Regions from separate parts of the Xenopus laevis genome. Here region 2 is linked to region 1. A link is a contact called in public Hi-C data. All regions are on one chromosome and are shown on one strand. Each heading gives the region's core, a stretch centred on a gene start, on an enhancer-like site or on the middle of the called end of the contact. The rest is flanking DNA. Distances are from core to core; before and after follow the strand shown.

The links. Hi-C and Micro-C count contacts between places; a contact is called where the count stands out from the background.
Region 2: a contact with region 1 is called in a Hi-C map of the XL177 cell line, with 2.5 times the contacts expected there. The contact joins the enhancer-like site here to the promoter of saysd1.L in region 1. A contact is called at or near these places in 2 of 4 Hi-C or Micro-C datasets (the XL177 cell line and animal cap).

What each region holds. Positions count from the first base shown.
Region 1 is chr5L:23,354,472-23,360,100 of Xenopus_laevis_v10.1, forward strand. It overlaps saysd1.L (SAYSvFN domain-containing protein 1), which reads right to left and starts at 3,052. Exons shown (of 3, transcript XM_018262712.2): 1 at 2,895-3,052.
Region 2 is chr5L:23,442,905-23,448,533 of Xenopus_laevis_v10.1, forward strand. No RefSeq gene overlaps it. Among protein-coding and RNA genes, the nearest start is that of LOC108716523, 26 kb to the left of the region's middle. Within about 2 kb of position 3,342, at least 1 of the 7 cell types and tissues checked has an H3K27ac peak or open chromatin away from gene starts, as enhancers often do.

The sequences.
Region 1 (5,629 bases), core at 1,802-4,301:
TCATCTTTGTGTCTTTCGGAGCCTGGTCCCCACACAATGTCGTTGGCTCATCGCCCATATATTATAAGACAACAAATAGGGAGGGGGTTTGAGCAGAATTTGCCTCCTTCATGAAACAGAATTTTTCCAGCATTGAGATGTCAGTAGAATTAAAAGGGCAAAATGGAATTTGGTAGAAAATAGGGATAATGTCACCACATAGTTATCGTGCTTGTGCTTTTCTTCTGTCCCATTACAGCAGGTACAGGGGTCTCTGTGTAACCCATTTATTAATGTGGATATTTGCAGCACAGTTTGACTTCTTTAAATGACAACTAAAGCTTGTGCAAAATATAGACCATTCCTATTACTTATGTGGGAGTCAGGAAAATCTTAACCCGCACCCGACCCTAATCCATAAAATGTTGCCCTTGTAGGACCCTCACCTGACCAGAATCTTTTCACTCTGCTTTTGTATGAACCTCTGGTTCCAAGATAGGGAATTTTCACGAGGAAAGTAGAAGTGTACTTCCCCAGTCTGACCCACGCCCAACCCAAACCCACAATGGTTGGCCAAACTGTACATCACTAATCCCTACATATTCCCCTCACATGGTGGATGCTTCTAAGCTCCGGGCTCTTATGGATCCCTCTACCAAATGTATAACTACTACCAGGGCAGTTATCCCCAACCAGTTTTGGTTACATAAAAAACAGGTGTTCTGCCTCCTGTAGACTGCCAGTCAATACTAAATAGACAATTACAGTCCTTATTTGACACCCACTGGAACTATTTACATGTTTATGTAGCTCATCAACTCTTTTTAAATGTAAATGTTGCTCACATGTAAAAAAAAACAAAAAGGTTGAGGACCCCTCCCTGGTTTAGGGCATAGAGTTTTCAAGATAACGGATCATTTCGTAATTTGGATCTTCATAACTTAAGTCTACTGGAAAATCATGTAAACATTAAATAAACCCAATAGGTTATATCTTATTTGGGATCAAGTACAAGTTACTGTTTTATTATTACAGATAAAAAGGAAATATATATATTTTTTACATTTGGATTATTTAGATAAAAAGTAGTCTATAGGGGAAGGCCGTTCCCTAATTTGGAGCTTTCTGGAAAATGAGTTTCTGGATAACGGATCCCTTAACTGTTGTTTGGGGTGACTTGAGGGTACCTGGCCCAATGTTGGAGTCTAGTGGCAGTATAAATAAACCCTTTTCTGATGAGTAATTCAGGCTTCAAATTGTTCCTCTGATTTATGGAATGTTTTGTAGGCAGAAAGAAGCGGATCCGCTCTCATTGGCAGTCCTGGTAGGCACAGCGTTGGATGGAGATTTGCCTGAAAAAAAAAAAAAAGGCAAAGGCGTGCATGTTCGGTTTGATCTCTGCTCTGTGCAGCTACATTGAACTGTGGTGAGAGAAGATTTGTTGCTCTTTGTCTGCCTACAAGACGCAAGTTGAAGGAAGCGTATGTCCCATGTGACTTTGGCCTAAAGCTGCCCAGACCCTGACAGATCCACTGCTGCCCCACAGGATATAATAATATTTCTCACTTTCAGCGACTGATCTGTTGCCACCAGGGCCACCATCAGGGGGGCACAGGGGGAACAACTGTACCGGGCCCGGGCCTAAAGTGGGGCCCGGCTGTGCTGCTGTTTTTGAAATAGCCGGACCCCCCTTGGCAGTGCCGAGCCGCCGAAGACGTGCCTCCTCTTCCTGAACCTCTGAAGTCCCGAAGCCCAGAAAAGACCCGAAGTGACGTACAGAGCCGAACTTCACATCCCAAAGCCGCAAAAACACCCAAAGTCACAAAAAGGGGCCGAACATGAAGTCCTGAAGCAGCTATAAGATGCGAAAGTCACAAAAGGAGTTGAAGTTGAAGTCCTGAAGCCGCGAGTTCAGTTCTACTGAACACCAATGTCTCTTTTTTATTTTTTAAAGCCCTAGCCGCCAATGTATTATTTTAATACATTACAGGCCCCTGCCACCAATGTTTTTTTATTTTTTTAAATATTCTCTGGGGGCCCAATTTTTTTTAAACATGTAAGGGGGCCTTGGCGCCCTGACCACCAATGATTTTTTTTTTTAACTTGTAGGGGGGCTCTGACCATCAATGTGACCATCAATGTTTTTTAAAATCTTTTATGTGGGACCCTGGCTGCCATTTTTTTTTAAATTATAAGGGGACCCTGACCACCCATGGCTTTTTAGAACTTGTGAGTGATGGGATTTGCAGTTTTTAGTGCTGGTGTGGACTTCTAACTGTGGTGTGGGCGGAATCTGGGGTGGGATCTGGGGTGGGCAGGGAGCAGGGAGCCCAGAACATTTTGCTGTATGGGGCCCGTGATTTCTGATGGCGGCCCTGGTTGCCGCTGTACTATTTGCAAGTAAATACCAGATATAACTAATTCGCTGATTATCTCATTCTCTTTCTGTTTTCATTTTACTCAGTGTCCCATATTTTTGGGAAATGGGGTAGTAGAAGTGACCCTGGGGCCCTGACAATAAGTTGAATAAATGTTTATGAAAAGATCTTATTCCCAATGTCAAGGGGAACTAAAATTGTTTAGTTTTGGGGACCCAGTAAATTGCATTTATGCCACCGCCAGTGGAACACACAGACACTGGGCAGGGCCATAGGGGTAACACGTGCCCAGAAGGGACAGGGGTAATTAGGCAGCACAGGGGTAATAAAGATACAGCAGCGAGAAGTCAGGCAGTGCAAGGGGAATGTACCACTAGAAGTTTGTAGAGGGGAGATTGACTCATTACATGAGGAGGTAGGTACCACTACTCGGCTCTGTACAGGGATACATACAGAACATGGGCAAGATACCCAGTGATACAGGGGTTAAATGTCAGGAAGTACAGGGGTAGAAGCATATGGGGAGATTGATATTACCTCAGACCACAAGAAAATCTTCTGGTTCCAGTCAGCTGTAGAGGAGGGCCATAACACGGAACAAGGGAGGCTTATTTGGAGTAAGATGATTTGCTGCAATACATTGATGAGCTGTAAGAAAGTGACAAATTAACGTTTAGAGTAGAGCACGAACACCAATATGAGTGGTTGATGCAGAAGAGAGGCGGGATTTATCGAGTACTTTCCAGGGTAGCGATTGGCTCATTTGGCACAGGGGCGGTACAAAGTTTACCAGAGTCCCGGCAGCCGTAAAGGGAGGGATGAATTCAGATTGAATGATAGCTATTGGTTCACGGTTTTCTGAGGGCGGCCCGGAAAAAAATAATGTGACTTCACGTAGGGCTGTTAGCGATTGGTTAGAATTCGCGGGAATGATAGCGACTGTCTCAATTAAGAGGCGGAAGTAAGAGCTAGGAAGAAAATGAGTTTCCTGTCTAAACATCTGTTTGTGTCTTTGAGGTCACATTTTGCGACGTCAGGGGCTGCCTGCATTATATTCACATATGCCTGTGTGAGGGATGCAGCCCAGCACCAACCGGTAACATTAATATGCGACTGACTCTGAAGTGCTGCCAGGGTCAGGCTTATTAGCCGGGGGAGCCCAATATGGGCCATTTGTAGGGGTGTTTGTGGCCGTGTGGCAAGTAGTCACTGTCTCTGCCTCTCTTACTGATGGGCTTCTTGCAGCTGTGTCTCCTCTCCTAACAGCTAATTCAGTCTGTTCTTCAACTGCTCTAAGTACTTGCAGTCCCACAGGGGAACCCATAGCCGAGCCCTTTCCCTCTCCCCCACACATTTGTCCCTACCCCACATACTCCCCGACTCCACATATTCCTTCTGTCCTGGCCCTATAATGTCTCTTACATAGAACACCAAAAATGAAAGTGTTAAAGTAAAGAAAATATCATGTAATGTTTCCCTGCACTGGTACAACTGATGTGTTTGCTTCAGAAACACTACTATAGTTCATATAAACAAGCTGCTGTGTAGCAATGGCAGAAATTGAAAAAAGTCTATATGGTACAGGTTAAATAGTGGATAACAGATAACACCATTATGTTCTACAGAGCTTATCTGCTGTGTAACCTGAACCTTTTCTCCTTTGAATGGCTGCCCCATGACTACACAGCTGCTTATTTATATAAACTATAGTAGTGTTTCTGAAGCAAACACAGCAGTTTTACCAGTGTAGGGCAACGGTACATTATTTTTTTATTAATTTAAAACACTTTAATTTTTGGATGTTACTGCTCCTTCAAGGTGGCCCTACACTATAATATCTGCTCATTTGGAGAAATCGCCAAAAGAGTGGATCCTCTTCCAATATGCCCACCTACGTTGAACGGTATCAGAACTGAATAAGATTGCTGGCCCTAGGACCAAATGAACAAATTGCAATGGTGTGAATACTAGCCGACCTGGTCCCTGATTCGACTGAAAATCAAACCTGCCTTATCGACATCTGGCCGAGTAATAATTAAAGGCTAATTAAAGGGCACCTGTCGCCTAAAAACTCCCCCCCCCTCGTGGGTGGTACAGCCTAACAGAGCCCACATTCCAGAAGAGTAAGACAGTTGAATGTTCTTGCCATGTATTGACTCCTCTGGCCCCTGCACCTGGAGGGAAGCTCTTGTGTGTGTGGTTGTATTGGGGCACTCGCATGTTCATAATGAGTGAGTGTCTCAGTTCACTAATTATGTGGGGTCAGGGGGCCAATGTTCCCTCTATTTCTTTCTTAGCTATGTGCGCAAAAAATATGTGCGCACAGTTTTTAAAAACTGTTTGCTCAGGTCAGAAATAATACAAATTTTATTTTTTTTTTATTTGTTGCACTGGCCTCAAGGTTTTTGTGCACGAGCGCACACCTTAGAGGAAACATTGGAGGGGACAAACTGACCTGGTGAGGGGCAGATCACTTGATAGGCGACTTTTCTTAGAAAAGTTCTATTGTTTTGTCTATCAGGAGTGTGGGCTATGTTAACATATACCTCCGGGGGGGGGGGGGGGAGAGATGATGGGTGCTCTTCAATGCACACAGAGGGCCTAGTACTGTGGCTAATGTTGGGGTAAGGGAAACATTACAAACCACCCTTATTAACCAGGCAGTTACATGGTGCCCTGCAGCGTTACATAAGCTGTTTATATGTAACTGTGGCCCCCAGCTCTACTAGCCCTGTATGGGCAAGATACCCCACCCCACTATGTACACTATTACATGACAATGTTTGCCTTTCTCACTGCTTCTCCTTTACTAATGCCCTCTTTGGTGTTGATATAAATACACAATTTAAACAAAAGGCACCCCACATATTTAACCTTCAGTATCACCCCCTATGATTTTAATAAGTGGTCCATTCCATGTTAAGGTTTATAAACACTGCAATGATCCAGGTATGTGCCCCTTTAGTGGGGCCCTTTGCTGCACAGAGTTTGGCCGCTTAGTACCGTCATTGCCAAATATACAGGGATTTTTGGGGAAACCCCATTGTCAATGTAGGTGCCCAGAGGTCATAATATATAACTTTATATCCCAACTTTATACCCCAGGGAACCCAGGCTCTCATCTCAGCAGTATGTTAGTCTGCAGAACTGTTCCACAGTGGAACTATAATAGCTGCCAACTGGGTGATCCTTTGTATGTCCAAGTGAAGAAGAATGCCAATACCTGTGCTTGCAGAAAACGGGGTGATCCCAAATTTATTCAATGGTGCTTC
Region 2 (5,629 bases), core at 2,092-4,591, 89 kb after region 1:
ATCAACCCTAAAAATAATCTGGTGAGAAATGCTGTATTTTATATACTGTACTTACTGTACCAGCCCAGAGGTTCATCAGTCCTATAACAGTAATGATCCAGCTCCCCATCTTGGATCTTGTTAGGCATCTTTTGTGTGTCAGTGGCACTGCACATGCTCAGTGGGCTCCGGGCTGCTGGGGAGAAGCTAAGCTTAGGGGTCGGGGAAACAGAAAGTGAGGTTCATCTGTCATAGAAGCTGATGCTACAGGGCTGATTATGAATCAATTCTGATGCAGACTGCACTGGTTTCTATGCTGCCATGTAATGTGAATCTGAATCCATTACTATTCAGCCTTGTGTTGTGAGTGTTATATTGTATATATTCTGCATTTAGTGAATCAGCATAAAAGAAGATGGGGAGCTACTGGGAGCATTTTTGGGGGCACAGATCTTCCCTTTTTAGCCTTTAGCAATCCAATTAGATTTATACTTTCCTTGATTCTAAAGTGATTTATACTTTTCCAAGTGATTTATACTTTCCTTGTCCTTTAAAGAGATACTGACACCTGAAATTAAACTTTTTTTTACATCTATTATAATATTGGCTTTGCAAGCTACTTCTAACTTTGCCATAAAGTATTTGCATGATGCTTTTACATTACCTGTCTGATCCCCCATGTTCCTGTATGAGGGGGCTGCCATATTTGTGCAGCAGGAGTCCGTTAGCATTAGAAACTGTAACTAACAGGCTGAGATGGGACAGTCAGGTTGGCAAAGTCAGAGTGTCAGAGTGTCAGAGAGTCAGGCTTAGGAACTTCAACTAACAATTATATACAAAAACAAACCTCTCAGCAAAAAATGATCAACATGACCTATAGGTAACATTTAATGTACATTCATATGCTAAAATTAATTTTTTAGTGTCAGTATCACTATCACAAGCTTTCGTTCTCCATTAATGATATTTTACTGATAACAAGTAGATAAATGTACAGATTTGTGTCTGACTGTAATAGTAAATATTAAGCATGCAATCCCATTGGCTTTGACTGCAGACTGAATGTGAAAGGAGACGGGGATGCTTTCTGCTTTTGGGGGGAGGGTGCTGGGAGTTTTAGTTCTGGAGTAATGCCTTTTACAATAACCATCCTGGGGGAACTATAGGCTCAGCCCATTGACACTGGGCAGTCTGTGGCATGACTTGCATTAGTATGTGGCCTCTGCCTTCAATAACAAACGTTGGCTCCTGGGAGTCCGGTGCACCCCATAAAGCACATTTTCCGAGTGCTGATGCTTCCCAGAATCTGGATAATTGATAAGGACATTCCAGCTCAAATAAACTGAGCTCCAGAGCCAAAGATATCAGGTTATTCCTTGGCACAATCAGCAGGAATGGAGTTGGTTTCTCCCTTCATCTCCTACACACACCAACCCCCCAAATCTGTCACTGGATCCGGGAGGAAATCTGACTTTATTCTCAGCCACAGACAGTGGGTTTATTACTAACAGTTATTCCGGGCAGAGCCGATCCTTAGGGGGTGGTGGTATTGGCTGCCTTAGCTATTGACTATCCTCCATCTGCTGTTAAACTACAAGTCCCACAAGGTGCAGTTCAACCACAGCCCTGATATATATACTGGTCCAGACTCTACTTGCCCAGTAAAGCCCAGTAAGGTTTTCAGAGTTGCAACATCTCATAAATCCCTCACAGGATCTGTTATCCTTATAATTGGAACATGAAACAGCTTGACAAAGGGGTGATGCCCGAAACGTTGCTCTTCCCTATTAATAAAACTGCAAGGACTTGCCCTGCAAACACAAGTCTTGTGCACCAGTGAACTCTTTTGCGCCCTTATAATGGGAGCCAGCAGGACAGATTGTCAGTTCTGTTCAGCACCGAGTATCACTGCTGAGCTGTGTGTAAGTGGGTCTGGAGGCCACACCAGCTGTGGTATGTGCAGAATTCCTGGGAAGGGAGCGCCCATAGCTACCGGCACAGATGCAGCGAGGGGGGGAGAATAATGTTCATCTGCCAAATAAAGACGCCGCCATCTTGGGTTCTACTTGTAGATAAAACTTTTAGATAAAACCCACATAGAATACCTCCCAACCGTTTTTCCAATTTTGACAGCTCAACCAGCAGTCCCAGATTGTTACTGAAATGTCCCGACGTCCTCCTTGATCTCCTGCACTGAACAGCCAGAAAGGGATACAATGTTTATAAAACTTAATTGGCTTTTGGCAGAGAGCTAGGAACATTCAGCAGCTGCACTTAGATACATTTGTCACAATTTAAGATACAATTGTTACTATTTAAGATAAGCAGATCTCTTGGGGAAACTGTGACTTGCAGCTTAAAGGGCAATTCAGTTTCATTAGCAAAACTGTAATAACACATAAACCCACCCCCCACAGAAACGTGTTCAAACGTTCATTACCTGCCAAATTATGTAAAATGGACTGGGGTGTGGTCATAAAACAGGTGTGGCCAAAAATTGTCAATGTGCTGCACGCGTCAAAACTTTTTGTCCCTCTTTATAGTTTCTAAATGTTGGGAGGTATGACATAGTGGTGCCCCATCTTTCTTTGTGTTTAACTGCCCATATACACAGAGATCCAATCATTTAGAGCAAATTTATCAGTGACAATGACACCCAGGCAGGACCGCCATCAGAAATCACAGGGCCCCATACGACAACATTTCCTGAGCCCCCTGGGCTGCGCCCACCGCAAGCCCCACCTACAGGTCCGCCCCCCACCACACAGTAAAAAAACAAAAAAAATATTGGTGGCTAGGGTTCCCACATGTTAATAAAAAATAAATAGATATTGGTGGTCAGGGACTCCAATAAAAAAAACATTTGTGGCCATGGCCTCCCCATTAAAAAATATTGGTGGCTAGGAACCCACATGAGAAAAAAAAATTGGTGGCCAAGCCCCCCCCCCCCACATTATAAGAAAATTGGTGGCCAGGGCCCCTTAAATGTCCATGCCTTCCCGAAGTCAGCAGCTCTCAGAAAGATGGGGGGCCCGACTAATCAAGTAAGTGTGGTGTGGCCGGGCCCCCTTACCCTCGGGGCCTCCTACAACTCTCTCCCCTGTCCCCCCCCCCTGATGGCTGCCCTGCACCCAGGTGATGGGTCACATCGGATTGATCCAATCATTTGGGGCAAATCAGACCCTTCCTTGCCTGATGGGATTTTCAAACCTGCCTTTAGCTGTCTGACCAGCAGTGTTGGACTGGGGAGTCTGAGCCCAATGGAGCTTCTGCATAAGGGGCCTGCACACACACCCTCCTGGGCCCCTGTCCCCCCACCAACTCCACGGGACCCTCAACCCAGCCACAACCCCCCTCCCCCACATTACCCCCACCAGTGCATACCTACTTTTCTCATATCTATCGGAGCAAAGGGAGTTAAGGGAGTGCACAGTTTCAGGCGGAGTGAGTGTGTTTGGGCTGGTGGGGCCCACCAGTTTTTTTCCCAGTGTCCTGCCCACCCAGTCCAACCATGCTGACCAGGTATCAGTTGAGGAAGACATTGTTTGCCCCATTCACAAGCCAATAATCTTATTAAGCCATGTATGGGAGGGGCAGCCTTATCTTTTTTCCCTACAGTTCTGATTGGCAGTCACAGCTTGACCAATGGCAGATCAATGTAGTGTAATGTGATACCAGTCAGAGTTTGAGCAAGATCTAACCAGTTTGCTTTCAATCATGTTGCCAGCAAATGTTACCTGTGGATTGGTTGCTATGGGTTACTAGACCTGTTGCAAACTTTCCAATTTATATTACATTCCATACTTTATTACATGGCAGAAATGTGTGTTTATAACTGCACACAATCCTTGATCCATACTTGCAGCATGTGTATTCAATAAGTGGTGAGATGGGAATCGTCGTAATCCTACTACACGAGCCATCATCATCATCATCGTTATCGTGACAACAGTCACCTCATTCCTACCCAATATACTCAGTGCTGTCACACAGTTTATTCATGTAATGATGCAGTTAATTACATCGGGTCACATGATCGCTTAATGTTGTATAATGAAGACATTAGCATATCATGCGATTAGGCACTTGTGATTTGTGGCATGCAATGAATCAAGCACCAAACAATATTTACTGTATGGCTGTTGTATACGGCAGAGGGCACAGCAGTTATGTTTACTTTTTTTTAGCAGGACAATTTGTAATAGCCTTTCTTTTAAACCCTAATTTGTGATAATTCCAGCTCCTGTTTAAGTTATCTTATCCCTTCTCTGCCCCAATCTACCCAAAATCTACCCCAGGACCTGCTTTCCCGTCACTCACTGGTTCCACTGACTCTGACTAGACCAGATCTATGAGGTGCTCCAATAATGAGGTCATTTCTAAAGAAACCCCAAATATTTATCAGGCACCACATATTACCTTTAACAAAGCAGATGGAAATACACTACATGCATGACACTGCCCTACAGGGATCACGGTGGGGTAGAATCAGGTCTCCCAACCCCCTGGTCTTTGGATCTGCCCCAGTGCTGCCTCCAGTGGATGAGATGCTGAAGTCAGACACAGAGTCACAGCTGCCCATCCCCTGCCCCACAAATCCCTTGAGCTGAGTGTAAGACTGAACCCAGGGGTGGGCAGTGACACATAGAACATCCTAAATCATATGAAGCCTTAAATGCCCAAATATTTAGTATATGCCCCCCCATCCCCTGGTTTGGAGCTGCAAGGCACAAATACAGGATCACCCGTTGCTCATTTGTAACCTTGTTATTGTTTCTTTAGCCCCCAAATCTCATATTGTTACATTTTCTCTATTATGAAGGGGGGGGGGGGCAGAGCTGTTCAAATAGCAAAAAAGACCATCCCCAGCCAGCAGGCAGGTGGGCCTGTAAAGCTTCATCATTAAATAAACATCTTGGGGGCCACCTGGACTTATGCACCGGCAATATAAGCGCAGTCTTGGCAGCTGGTTATGCAGCCAGTCACTGATAACATGTGAAGCAGAAAGGGCCCAAACCATGAGGGAGAGCCTAGAAGATCCTAGAAGAATGCTGGAGCAGTGGAGACCACCTGTGATTGTTGGTGTAGAAGCTCCAAGAGCTGTGGATAAGGGCAGAAGAGCTGAAGCCCAATAGAAACAACTGGTACAGAACAAGAAGAAGCCCCACAGAGACTGACACAGTGGGGCTCCCAGTTAGGGTTGCCACCTTTTCTGGAAAATACCGGCCTTCCTATATATTTATCTTTTTTCCCTATTAATAACATTGGGATCAACCATTATTTTTATCGGCCAGATGGCAACCCTACTCCCAGCCCAAACCTCCAACTTGGCAGAGAGAAACCTTTGGGGCGCAAGGTCACAAGTTAGGCCCTGAGGTCACCTGGGCTATGACTATGGGAGACCTGTTACCATTTAGAGGTAGAGGAAGATTATTGTCCTGGAGGGAAGGTTTAGGGGTGGAATGCTTTGTGCACCACATTGAAACCTTTACCTGCCTTCTGTCTGCTCACATAAAAATTCAGAACCAGGGTCCAGGGAGGACATTTTCTTGTGGGAGCCATATTACTCCCTGATTTTAACACTTATATTGTATATAGTGGGGCCAAATGTAGGAAAGTCACTTGTAGTTCCCACAAGGTGGAATCAAAG